Linked DNA regions of Mus musculus: all the other regions are linked to region 1. A link is a contact called in public HiChIP or PLAC-seq and promoter capture Hi-C data. All regions are on one chromosome and are shown on one strand. Each heading gives the region's core, a stretch centred on a gene start, on an enhancer-like site or on the middle of the called end of the contact. The rest is flanking DNA. Distances are from core to core; before and after follow the strand shown. Region 1 overlaps Gm39145 (a long non-coding RNA gene). Region 2 holds the start of Nsd3 (nuclear receptor binding SET domain protein 3). Region 3 overlaps Nsd3 (nuclear receptor binding SET domain protein 3).

What was found. Promoter capture Hi-C pulls out the DNA fragments that hold promoters and counts their contacts. HiChIP or PLAC-seq counts read pairs in DNA pulled down with a chosen protein or histone mark.
Region 2: a contact with region 1 is called in a promoter capture Hi-C map of the HPC-7 cell line. The contact joins the promoter of Nsd3 here to the enhancer-like site in region 1. A contact is called at or near these places in 10 of 39 promoter capture datasets (the C10 cell line, the HPC-7 cell line, cranial neural crest and 6 more), 6 of 15 datasets of contacts at CTCF or cohesin (CD8 T cells, embryonic stem cells, large pre-B cells and 2 more), 156 of 484 Hi-C or Micro-C datasets (the 63-12 cell line, the AML12 cell line, the AtT-20 cell line and 79 more), 39 of 115 datasets of contacts at active chromatin or transcription factors (the 230-238 cell line, CD8 T cells, the HPC-7 cell line and 28 more) and 3 of 9 other capture datasets (adipose tissue, embryonic stem cells and macrophages).
Region 3: a contact with region 1 is called in an H3K4me3 HiChIP or PLAC-seq map of bone marrow-derived macrophages, with 5 times the contacts expected there. The contact joins two enhancer-like sites. A contact is called at or near these places in 6 of 15 datasets of contacts at CTCF or cohesin (CD8 T cells, embryonic stem cells, large pre-B cells and 2 more), 31 of 484 Hi-C or Micro-C datasets (the C2C12 cell line, the HL-1 cell line, the N1E-115 cell line and 20 more), 30 of 115 datasets of contacts at active chromatin or transcription factors (CD8 T cells, DN3 thymocytes, the SCID.adh cell line and 23 more) and 2 of 9 other capture datasets (adipose tissue and embryonic stem cells).

The regions. Positions count from the first base shown.
Region 1 is chr8:25,272,263-25,276,636 of GRCm38.p6, reverse strand. It overlaps Gm39145 (a long non-coding RNA gene), which reads right to left. Exons shown (of 3, transcript XR_001778746.1): 2 at 2,054-2,196. Among named protein-coding and RNA genes, the nearest start is that of Gm39145, 3.4 kb to the right of the region's middle. Within about 2 kb of position 1,391, at least 244 of the 459 cell types and tissues checked have an H3K27ac peak or open chromatin away from gene starts, as enhancers often do. A contact at or near this core is called in the 230-238 cell line, the 63-12 cell line, the AtT-20 cell line and 55 more, where this site is marked.
Region 2 is chr8:25,638,802-25,642,636 of GRCm38.p6, reverse strand. Nsd3 (nuclear receptor binding SET domain protein 3) reads right to left here and starts at 2,060. Exons shown (of 23, transcript NM_001081269.2): 1 at 1,312-2,060. The coding sequence starts at 2,016.
Region 3 is chr8:25,661,622-25,665,893 of GRCm38.p6, reverse strand. It overlaps Nsd3 (nuclear receptor binding SET domain protein 3), which reads right to left. Exons shown (of 23, transcript NM_001081269.2): 5 at 2,638-3,153. Among named protein-coding and RNA genes, the nearest start is that of Nsd3, 23 kb to the right of the region's middle. Within about 2 kb of position 2,458, at least 30 of the 459 cell types and tissues checked have an H3K27ac peak or open chromatin away from gene starts, as enhancers often do. A contact at or near this core is called in adipose tissue and bone marrow-derived macrophages, where this site is marked.

The sequences.
Region 1 (4,374 bases), core at 142-2,641:
AGGATGGACCGGGAGAAACCACACTGAGTCAACACTGGCTGATGACTGAGGATATAAAGTTTCTCAGAAGCTGGTGTGGCGACGTAGTAGGAGTCTCAGTACCCATACTACAAATCAGCCCTGAAAACAGCAGAAGCAGCCAAGTGCCAGGGCTGGAATGCTAGGCAACTGAGCTCTCTGCTCCCAGTGAGGCCTCTCAGGCCACTCTAGGACAATGCAAAAGATTGTCATGCGTTCTTTGCAACTTGGCTGAGATGGTTTTCACGCAGGCCTGTGGGCCATATTGTTCTTCCTCTCTTGGCAGATCTTTGGCACCCACTCTCCTCTCTGGCTGCCGGCAGGCCTCCCTGTAGCTGTGCTTTGGCCTGATTAATGGAGTCCAGCTTTCCCCCCAAGGTGCCTGGGCAGTGGGGGTTAAGTCATGCTAGAAGCCCTAATTGCCTGGTCACTTTTATTTTGGGAGGGGTGTGTGTGTGTGTAGACTTCCTGTTTACGGCGCTTTCCTACACAAAGCAAGGCAGACACATGATGTTTTAAGAGTTTCTTCATTCAAGGAGAGCCAAGAAACAAAACCGGAGTCTGCTAAGAAAACAATAGAGGCCGTGGCTACAGAGCATTCTGGCTCTGGGAAACGACTGGGTCCCCTTTGCGGGGGTGGCTGCCACCACTCTGCTGTACGTGATGACTGCCAGTTATTAAGCCTGTCTGGCTGAGGGGGAAGCCAATGAAGAAAACAACAATAAAAGGGAGATAAATGGCTCCTGAGAAATAGGAACTATGCAGGCTGGGGGGGGTGGAGTGGGGGGTGGAGCCCCTGCACTGGTTTAGAGTTTATAGCCAGGAGGATAAACACCACATAATTCTCAAACGATCACCATTTGGAGATGATAAAACAAATAAGAGAAAAAAAAATTCCCTGGAAGAAAAGTTTACAGGACAGAAATCGTGATATCCTGTGTAGAACATTCACGAATTCTGTCTTGGGTCTGGGGTATGCTCAGAAATAGCCTTCCAGCTTGGTTTCCGAGTTTTTGAGGGCCACAAGAGTCTCCCTTACATCACTGGACGACGGATCTCCACCCATCCTAGCGTTGAAGGAGAGGCGGGGTGAGCCCTGGCACGTCCTTGTCGGGGTGCAGGGCGAGGCTGCTGTGCTCCTCCGAAAAGGATCCCCTCCTCATCTAAGTCCAAAACGCCGACCGCGCAGAGGCTGAAAAGGTCTCAACTTCCTGAAAGATGCTAAAGCAAAGAGTCCTCAACTGTCCAGAAACACGGAACTTATGGGATCTACGGAACTGGTATCCCAATCTTGATGTGGCTGGAATGTCCCCGGTGCTTTTGAAACCCTGTGCTTGGGCCAGAGGTCACTCCCGTCCTCTGAATCCATTTGCCAACAGCTTAGACGCAGGCAGCCGGCGCCCTCTTGAGGAAGAAATGCGTGCCTGTCCAGCGGGCTGGAATGCTAAGGCGGTCGCTAGGTCCTGTGGGCCTCCTCTGCACCCCAGCACGCCTAAGGGGAAAACCCAGGCTTTTCTTGGAAGAGTCTGTTTTCAGTTCCAGCTGGTCTACTGGCTCCCAGTGACTAATGAGGCACCTCTGCATCAGTGGTCCTCGGGACCTCTCGAGGGAGTAGGCAGTGAGCAAGCACAAAGGCCTGGGTCATTTGCAGCCCTGAAATGTTATGGTCACGAGTGTCTGATCATTGCCAAAAGGCTCCTAACACCCTGTGAATATGGCAGAAAGTGTGGCGGGTAAAGAAAGGTAGGAGCGAGCGGTGCATAATACACACTGGCACGTCTACAGTAGCTCCTGCCTGTGGTCCTGACACCTCGTGCTGGGAGCCAGAAGGGTCTCTAGTTTGAGATCCTGCTTCAAAACAAACCCTAATGAGATACAGGGTGGGCTGACTGTTTTAAACCACACAGAAAGCCACAGGATACAGACAATTGGGGGTGGGGAGGTGGGCATCATTCTCAGGTGTTCTGAGTAGGCTCGGAAGGTCTGGCAGCAAAGAAGTCCTTGGCGAGAGGAGAGGCTGACCTTACTGAGTTACCTTTGGCCAAGGCCATAGAGGCCACACCCTGGGCCGTGGGATTCGGAGGCTCACAGGCATCGGTGTTTACTCATCTTGTTCAGACTCCAGGCAGATGCTTCTCTACCACCTCATCCGCATGCGTCACTGTTGTGGGTTGTGGTCTGCCAAAGTTGAGACAAACACAGGGTCACATGGCTGACGCGCTTGGGTAAGAGGACAAACAGATTAATGCACCCAGGGCTCCTTCTCAGATAACATCTATGCAGTGGGCTGAACAAAGGGTGATGTCCTGGAGTTCTGGCCATCCTCCCTGTTCACGCTCCGCAGATGCCCAGGGGTTAAAGGAGTATCTGCAGCCACGTACACAGAATGAGGAACGTTTTGAAACAATTTGTAACCGGTCGAATACTTGAAACACGTCAATCCTTTATCTTCTCGGCCATCTGGAACTGGGTAATGGTGGTCTATGCAGACGTTTGGTCCAGGCACTGGGGAGGCAGAGGCAAGATGTCTGAGCTTGAGGCTAGCCTGGTCTACAAAGTAGGTTCCAGTACTACACAGAGAAACTCTGTCTCGAAAAACTAAAACCAAAACTAAAGCCAAACCAAAACCAACCAAACAACCAAACAGCCCCCCAAGAGCCAGATGGTTACAGAACACTAAAGCTGAGGACATTAAGGGATGTAGCTTAAATTAGTATATATGTAGCATAAATGAGGCCCAGGTTCAATTCTTAGGAAAAACAAACAAGCAAACAACAAAAACACAAAAGAACTGTTTTATAGGGCTGGAGAGATGGCTCAGAGGTTAAGAGCACTCACTGACTGCTGCTCTTCCAAAGTCCAGAGTTCAATTCCCAGCAACCACATGGTGGCTCACAACCATCTGTAATGTAATCCAATGCACTCGTCTGGTGTGTCTGAAGACAGCTACAGTATACTCATATAAATAAAATAAATAAATCCCCTTTTTTAAAAAAGGAACTGTTTTATATAATTTAGTTGAATCCTCAAGTTTTAAAATATAATTTAGTTGAATTTTCAAATTGTTTTTTCAAATAATCATTATAAAAATTCACACCACACATTGAATATGAATTTATGTAATTATAAATAATTTTGAAAGGGATTCGGATTGGTTTGTAGAGTGCTGAGAGGGCCTGGCTTTGCTGATGCACCACTTGAATCTGGAGGCAGCCCATGAAGAGTCTAAATGTTGGTCTGGAGAGGACTGGCTGCTCCTGCAGAGGACCTGGGTCCAGCACCCAGCACCCAGCACCCAGCACCCAGCACCCATATGGTGGCCAACTCTCTATAACTCCAGATCTAAAAGCTTTGATGTCCTCTTCTAGCCCCTGTGGTCATCAGGTGCACATGTTGTACACAGGATTACATGTAGACAAAACACATATATCTATAAAATTAAAATAAATAAAGATTTTTTAATCACAAAAAATAAATAATATTGAACACTTGAATAAAGTAACTTCTTTTGAAAACATACATAAAAACCATTTTAACTTCTAATTTACAGTTGTTATATTTTAAGTAATAATATGCTTAAGTTCTGTACACGTTGAGACAATAGCATTTAAAACCCTTCCTTATAGCTCACCTTAATAGAACGTAAATTACTTGATGGTGACCATAGTCGTGATTTTTCTTAATTGAAAGTATCTCTGTACAATAAATGTATACTTTGTTATAAATAATGCATGTCTCTGTTTAAGTTCCTATTCAAGTTTCACTAACAAAAACCCAGAACACTCAGACATGCACAGTAATAATTGGATTCAGTTGTTCTATTTTGCTCACATGTGTTGAGCACAGGCTTTTCAGTTTTGTCATTAGGAAGAATTTGTCATGGTTAGGAACAGAGGACATATTTTATGTAACAGTTTTTTAGTGTCTTTTTGTTGTTTGCTTGAGTTCCTGGAGACGTGCGTGGTATATATGACCAATCTGTACCATTGGTTAAGGTCCCCAAAGACCTGAGAGGAAAAACAAGGATTTCCTTCTTGAAGACAAAGAAGCATCAAGGAACTGGGCGTATTGTGGCAGGCAAGGCTAGAGGGCGTAGGCAAGTCTAGCTGCCATGGGATGTTTGAAGGATCCCACACTAACACTGGGAAGCCATTGGGGTTTAAACTACAGAAGGTGGGTTGTTCTGCTTGCTGTATGACTGAAAGCAGGAACAGAAATTGGGCCCACTGGAGGCCTCTTGCTTTGGCTCTGATGAAATACCAGGTATGATCTGTTTTCTTTGAGGGGTGATGATGAGACTTCGTCTGAGGGAGGAGTTGACAGGGCTCTCGGGTAGATTGAGTGTCTGTGACAGGG
Region 2 (3,835 bases), core at 811-3,310, 370 kb before region 1:
TATAGTTTATATCATAAACTTTTCACTCAAGGTAGAACTGATCTAGTAGGGTGTGGTGGCGCAAGCCTTTTTAAATCCCAGCACTTGGGAGGCAGAGGCAGGCAGATTTCTGAGTTCGAGGCCAGCCTGGTCTACAGAGTGAGTTCCAGGACAGCCAGGGCTACACAGAGAAACCCTGTCTCAAAAAAAACAAAAAAAGAAAAGGAAAAAAATAAAAAGAAAAGAAAAAAGAAATATAAGTAGAACTGCTCTACTACATACTTAGTATTATTATCTTATTGCCATGAAATTCACAATCAAATCTCAGATAGTAAAATAATTTACCAGAGCTGGGCATGCTGGCTCATGCCTTTGGATTAAAAAAACTAAAGAGGGGTCTGGAGAGATGGCTCAGTGGTTAAGAGCATTCATTGACTGTGCTCCCAGAGGTCCTGAGTTCAGTTCCCAGCAACCAACCACATGGTGGCTCACAACCATCTGTAATGAGATCTGACACCCTCTTCTGGGGTGTCTGAAGAGAGTGACAGTGTACTCACATATATTAAATAAATAAATCTTTTAAAAAAATATGCTTAAAAAAAACTAAAGAAATTAATAACCAAAAAAAAAAAAATAATCCACCAGTATACATGGGCTTTGATAAAAACTCCATTTGAAGAGCTAATCAATATGTTTAAGTAATGTGTCTTAATTGTATTTTATTTTTGAGACAGGGTCTCACTGTGTAGCCCTGGCTGGCCTGGAATTTGCTGGGCTCCCTCCACCTGCCTGCATCTGCCTCTGCTTCTGAGTGTGAGAACTGAAGATGCAAGCCCCAGCCCCGGGAGGAGCAAACGTGTGGGAACCATCTTATATCTAGGCTCCAGCAGCAAACCTGGCCTGATATAAAATCCCCTTTTCCTTCGGCTTTCGTCTCCATCTTCCAAAACCAAGAGTTTGATATAAACAAGTGAAAATAATGAAGCCTCTCAAGGGGCAGGGATAGATGGATCTCAGGATGTCAGCCTGGTGTGCAGAGTGAGCTCTGAGACTGCGAGGTTAAACAGAGAAAGCCTGTCTTGGAAGCCCCAGAAGGAGGTGAGAGGAGAGAAAAGGAAGCAAGACTCTCGGTGTCAAAAACGTTAAAGATATTTCCTCACTAATAATGCCTATTATCTTCTCATCAAGGATTTATTCATTATATTTCCAGGCACCTTGCCAATGGCAAGAACTCACTAGAAATATTCATATTTGAAAAGAAAAACATAAAAAAGATTCCCAACTTCCAGTAAACACAGAGACGACAAAGCTACACAGAACATTTGGACTTACATTCTGTCCCTCCGGCTCTAGCTTGGGAATCTTGTGTGACCTCCGCTCTTCGGATCGAGATGACTCGTGTCTGTTGCTCTTTTTCCTCTTTTCCTTTCTGCTTTCATGCTTAGACTTTGTGTGCTCGCTTGCCTGTACTTCATTTAAGAGGTCTCCACAAAGGGAAGACTCAAACAATTCCCTGCCATTCTGGATAGTTTTGGTTATTTTTAGTTTAATCTCGGGTGAGCCTGTCTTCTTTGGAATCACAGTTTGTGGTACCGAAGGAGGAGGAGGAGGAGGAGGAGGAGGAGGAGGAAGAGGAGGTGGCTGAGGAGGAGAAGGTTTTTCCAGAATTTCATGTGGTCTTGTGTTTGGAATTTCTGAATGGTAATAGTCAGTAGGGCTAAAGTTTCTAACTGCACCAAAACCGTTGGCTGACCCATTGGGATACTGATTATATGGCGGGTATTTGGTTTGAGTTTCATACAAGCTGATTGATGGTGGGTAGCCATTTGTGAGCGGAGGAAGGTCTTCTGTTGTAGGTGGATATTGAAAACCTTGTTGCAAAGTAGCTTCAAAGGGTGTCGGGCCACCATCTTCAACAATGTCACTGTGGTTATCAAAGGCATCCTCCTGGCGGATGTTGGCCGAGTCAATGAGTTGAGGTGGTTGCTGAATTGTGTTTCCCATGATCCCTTGCATGAAAGAGAAAGAGAAATCCATTGTTCTGCTCCAGCATCCTTAACTTTCCCTTTCTCTCATCGAGCCTAAAATTGAAGAGAATTAAAAAGTATTAAAATTCTAATAGGCAAGAAGCCAACCAAGGATTATACAAGCTCTTTATACCTAATTTTCACATTCAGATATGCAGACATTAAACCTACATCATTCTGACATAAAGCAGATAGCATCAGCTATGGAGCCCAGGCTGTCCTTAAACTGGGGAGTCTCCTGACTCATCCTCCCAGGTCCTGAGATTATAGAAACACACCACCACATCCAGAAAAAAGTCCTGCTTACTTCCATAGCAACTTTAGGATGCATAAGTAATCTTCACACATGTATACTTTACTCCTCCTCCTTCTTCCTTTTTTTTTTTTTTTTTTTTTTTTTTATTTTAGAGAGGGTTTCTCTGTGTAGCTGTGGCTGTCCTGGAACTCACCCTAAGGATCAGGCTGGCCTCGAACTCACAGAGATCTGTCTGCCTCTACCTCCTTAGTGCTGGGATTAAAGGTATACACTACCTCTGTGGCATTATACTATATTCTTTAAACGGTTATATAGTAAACTGTAGTATCAATTTAATAGATTCAACCATGTGTGTACTATAAATCAATTAGCTGCTTACAAGTTTTTAGTATACAAACATGTCTCCAGAAAAAACCTTTTGAGTCAGGGTACCACCATGTGACCTACACTGTCCTCACAGTCATCACTCTCCTACCTCTGCCCCTGAGTGCTGGGATTACCGGCATGCACTACTACATAGCCACTCTTGAAGACTGTTCCCTTCACCAGGGTACACTATCAGACGCCTGCCAGTGCATGACTGAGGTGGTGGAGACAGACAAACCTTGAGCTGGAGGCAAACTGAGCAATAAGTAAGGAGACTCTGTCTCAAAGAGAAAAAAAATCAAACTATAAATCTGTGCATATGTGTATTCATAGAGGAAAGATTTTAAAACTTTTTATCTAGCTGCACAATTGTTCTATTGGCCATACTCTATCAATTTATATAATCATATTACTAGTGTGTAAAGCTGTCTAGTTATCTATACTCTTGGCCATTATCTAGTTGTTTTTAAAGTGGCATATATAGCAGAATCATTTTTAAATGCATATCCTGGTATTTTACTCTTGAAGATTCCAGTTTAATAAAGTCTGTGTGTAGGGGGTTAAAGCATGAGTATTTTAAGACCACATCCCAGCTAATTTTGATGCAAGTTCTTTGCTAGATCACTGTAGTTCATCACTGTATTTATTATACAATTATGCGATGTACTACAAGTCTATGAACATGCCCACACTAGGTAACAATGTTTAATGTAGACACACATCTGCAATAAGACCACCTTGTCTTGTCAGAACTTGGGCAAGTTCACATCCAAGATAAAACATTAATGAATAGTTCAGATACTATTTTTACATTTTCATCTATAAAACAAACAGGTTTTATTACTGTACTAACTCTGAGAAGCTGATTTTAGATGTTTGGAATATTGTGAAGGCTTTTGAGGCATACAGACAATTCTATGGTTAACAGTGTCTACCTTCTTTGTTTAAGTAGTATCTAGTACTTACCAAACTCAAAACTGCAGATCAGGGAGGGAAACAAAACCTAACAATGTACTTTTTGAATCTTATCCACCCACTCATACAGCTGCTGTCTGCTCTACTGTAAGCAAACAAATAACCTGAGGCATTTTAAAATTGCCAACAAATTAATCAGAAGGCAAATGTTACCAGTTGTGGTAGCACACATCTTTAATCTCTGTGAGTTCAAGGCCAGCCTGATCTACACAGTGAGTTCCAGGCCAACCAG
Region 3 (4,272 bases), core at 1,209-3,708, 390 kb before region 1:
AATGAGATCCCTTGAAAGAAAAATAAAAATTTGCCTTAAGTCCAGGTGATAAGTATTTTGTTTGTTTGTTTTTCGAGACAGGGTTTCTCTGTGTAGCTCTGGCTGTCCTGGAACTCACTCTGTAGACCAGGCTGGCCTTGAACTCAGAAATCCACCTGCCTCTGCCTCCCAAGTGTGGGATTAGAGGCGTGCGCCACCACTGCCTGGCAAATATTCTTAATAAATAAACTCACATTACCCTGTTTTCTGTCAAAAAAAAAAAGGTAATTCCTAGTCTGAACAGTTTTTTTTATATATATGTACCATTGTCATTTGGTTGCTTATTGCAAAGGCAGAAAGGTCACTGTGTCTTGAGATGAGAATACCGTTAGATAAAAGAGATATGCCATTTATATTACAAACTGAGATCAAGTAGGTAACATGAACAGACAGATAATAAGTGCAGTTAATTTAGATCTTAATTTAGGTATTTTTTAATGTAATAAGAGTAATTTTAAATGTTATTTATTTTTCAAAAGATCAATTTGTCCTTTAGGATTTATTGATTTTCACTTTATGAGTGTTTGCCTGCACTTATGTGTACCTGCAGCAGCTAGGATGTAGCCTGGGATCCTCTGGAGCAGGAGTTATAGAAGGTTGTAAGTCACCATTTAGGTGCTGGGAACCAGACCCAGATCTATACAAGAACAGCAAGTGTTCTTAAGGGCTGAGCCATCTCTCTGGCCCCGAAAGATAAAAGTTTTATCTTGAATTGTCTTTAATAGCCTTAGGGTGTTGAGGATATTTTTCATACAGAAGTAAATAAAACCAGCTCTAAGAATAAAGGCAATTTGCATTCAAACAATATGCAAATGCTGCTATCAAAAGAATCACATTGGGGCTAGAGATGGCTCAGTGGCTAAGAGCACCTGCTGATGTCTAGGGGACTAAGTTTGGTCCTGACACCAGTATTGTGGAACTCACAACAGCCTTAAGGGATCTGGCAAGGAAAGGAAATGAGAAAGAGGGGAGTGGGGAGTGAGAGGAAGAAGGGAAGGGAGAAAGCAAAAGGACAACATGGAGAGACATCAGCTGGAAACAAATTTAAGCTGTTCTGGAAAACCTAGCGCTGTGGAGATCAGTTAAACCCACAGGCAGAAAGAATGGATGCAGGACTCTTGATATTTCTAAAACCAATTCTAAACATGAAGCATCACTATATTTAACCAATATTTTAATGTCTATATATGTCTATGCTAATGGTGAAGAAAGAACATAATTCCTTAATATATACATACATGTGATACAATTAAATCAAAATCACAAACCCTGAGTTATGAAGTGGGCTGGAAGGCGTGTACATAGTCCAGTGTCATCCAGAATTCTGACACCTGCAAGCCAAAACCTAACTGCCTGCGATGGAAACCCAGGGTGGACTGAGGGAGCTTTAGTGGCTGACTTATACCACTGATTACCCTTTCCAACACAGTAATGGAATTTCTTCTCTAAAACTCAACAAGCTATCCCAAGCTAACAGGAATCTAACAAAACTGCTGCCACAGCAATGCCAAGCTAAATGTGTGGCCTTTTCTCACAGCTTCAAGCTGGACGGAGAGAAGGCCTGAGCAAGGCCTAAGTACAGCTGTTAGGAGGAGTGCTGGCCAGGAGGCAGGACTAGCTGGATTTTTAAATTTTCTGAGGTAAGGTCTTGCTATGTAGCTCAGGCTAGCCTAACTCTTTGTGGCTCTGCCTTCTGAGTGCTCGGATGACAGGCATGCACTACCAAGCCCAGAGATGAGCACACCTTTTAACAGAACTCACCATGCGCAGATTTACAGATATGCAAGAAATCCTCACTAAGCCTGCACACTCCAGCACAGTAGCACATGGGGCTGACCTGAAACGTGGCTGGTCTCCAGTAAGACGTAAAACATGAGCTTAGTTGGTACAGAGCTTGCCTATGGAGTGCTGGGCTGCATCCTGAGCACCAGGTGTATGCTGCACAGCTGTAATCTATAATCCCAGCACTTGGGAGGTACAGGCAAGAGAATCAGAAGCTTGGCGTCAAACTCAACTATGCAGGCTAGCTTGGGCTATATACTGCCCTAGAGAGGTTGCTGGAGGAGGATATACACTGAATTCAAAAGAGTTAGACGACAGAAAGAAAGGAGGAAAAGCTCACCAATCCCTCTGTACTGACTACACACTGAAATAATGCTTAAGTACATTGAGATAAATGAACTGTGTAGATACAATTAAAACAAAACAAAAACCTACTGCTGGTGCAACCAAACAAATCAGCAGGCACAATTATTCCAGTAGGTTGTTTTAATAGCAATGGTTAATTCAGATAAAAGAAAAATTTTAATAAAAATCATACTTTACAACAAAGAAAAACTAACTCTACAAATTAGAAACAGGCAAACTGCCCAGTTTCTTCCATGACTTTCAGGAGCTAAGCCCGATGTTGGCTGCATTGCTCAAGATTAATCTACCACAGATGGGGATGTCACAAGAAGGAAACGGGAAGAACAGAGCTTTTCGCCCAGAGTAAACGAGAATGTACGCTTCGAACGCAGTGGATCCAAGGGGGATTTAAATCACATTCTTAAGTGGTTTTTAGTAGCATTCCCCAAACCCCTAGAGAACAAGAGGTACCTTCGTTGAATAAACAAACTGATCAATAAACTTCCCATCTCCTGTTGCATTCTGGAGAGCAAACACTTGTTCAATTTTCACAACTGGAGACATATTACACTTCTGCAAATCTAGGCTCCCTTTGTGCATTGTGATGGAGGCTGGTAAGGACTTCCTTGCGGCTGCTGTTTTCCAGGCGATTTTAACAGGAGGTGGCTCTTCCTCTTCCAAGCTAGTATGCCGCCTCTGGCTCTGCCTTCGAAGGTCAGTACTTGATTGTGAGGAGGCCACCTCCCCAGCATTGGTCTGTTCTGGCTGACTGTTCAGCACAGATCTTGGTCTTCGGGGTTTCTTGACTTCCGTCTTAGAGGTAACATTCTTCTTTGCTTGGGACGAAGCCTCTTCTGGCTGCTTATCAATGTAGATGAAAGTGTACTGCTCTACTCTTTCCTCCCGAGTCATTTTCAATGCTTTCTCTGCATGAGCAATGCCAATGTCCCATTGGGCACGTTCTCTCTGAGGTCGGGGTTTCCGAATCTTTATGAAAAAGATAAGAGTCTCTGTGTGAAATGTTTAATCCAATAGGCACATTAAAATCAACATGTATCTTCCAAGCACTCTGCAATTTTTTTCAAATACACATAAATATTTTTAGATTCTCTAGGCAAATAAATAGAATGTGCTGATCCTATGCCATGAATAAACTAGTATTACTCTATTAAGTGGCATGAAGGTCTGTTCTTTTATTTACATTTCTTTTGATGACTACTCTGCTGAACAACACCCCAAAGAGGAGTTGTTCCACATCACATTTGTTGAATAGTATTAGTGAAAGAGAGGGAAGACTACAGACATGACTTGTTTTTAGGGGCCAATAAACACTAACATTAAACACGCTCCTGCAGAGTCACCGCTTTCCTCTATGTGTAGCTAAGTAGTCAGGTACTGTGGAGACATGTGGCCAGTTGATGCCAATATGCCAACAAGGATAGAGTGACGAGAAAGGAGAAAATCCAAGGGAGCAACAAAACAAAGGACATCCAGTGTGGGGGTGGGGTGTTGTGTTCGAGTGCGTGCGTGCGTGCGTGCGTGTGCGGTACAAGGTGGTGGTAAGCAAACCCTGGGTGCCTGTCCACAGAGGCTGAGCAGAAGAGTCTGCACTGGCAGGAGGGTAAGAAAGCGCTGAATGAAAGTGAAAGAAGCTAAATAAAAGGATGAGCAAAGTAAAGAAGAACTGTTTAGACAGGGGCCAGGGAGGCACTCGGCACTGGTGCTGGCCTCTACGCCTCACTAACCATCCCTGGGACCCACAAGACAGAAGGGGAGAAACAACTCCTCTAAGTTGTCCTCTGACCTCCACACACACTGTAGCAGGTGAGCTATACATGTATAGACAGAATAAATACAATAATAGTGCTGAGCAGAATGGCACACGCCTTTAATGCAAGACTCAGGAGACAGAGAAAGGCAGATCTGCAGGAGTTCAAGGCCAGCCTGGTCTACAGAGTGAGCTCCAGGCCAGGCAGGGCTACACAGTGAGACCCCATCTCGGAAAAACAACAAAAAGTGATAATAAAAATTTTTAAAGAGGCCGACTATGAGATGGCATAGTATAAACTAAATGTTGATGACTAAGTGTTTAAATTTAAGTCTTAT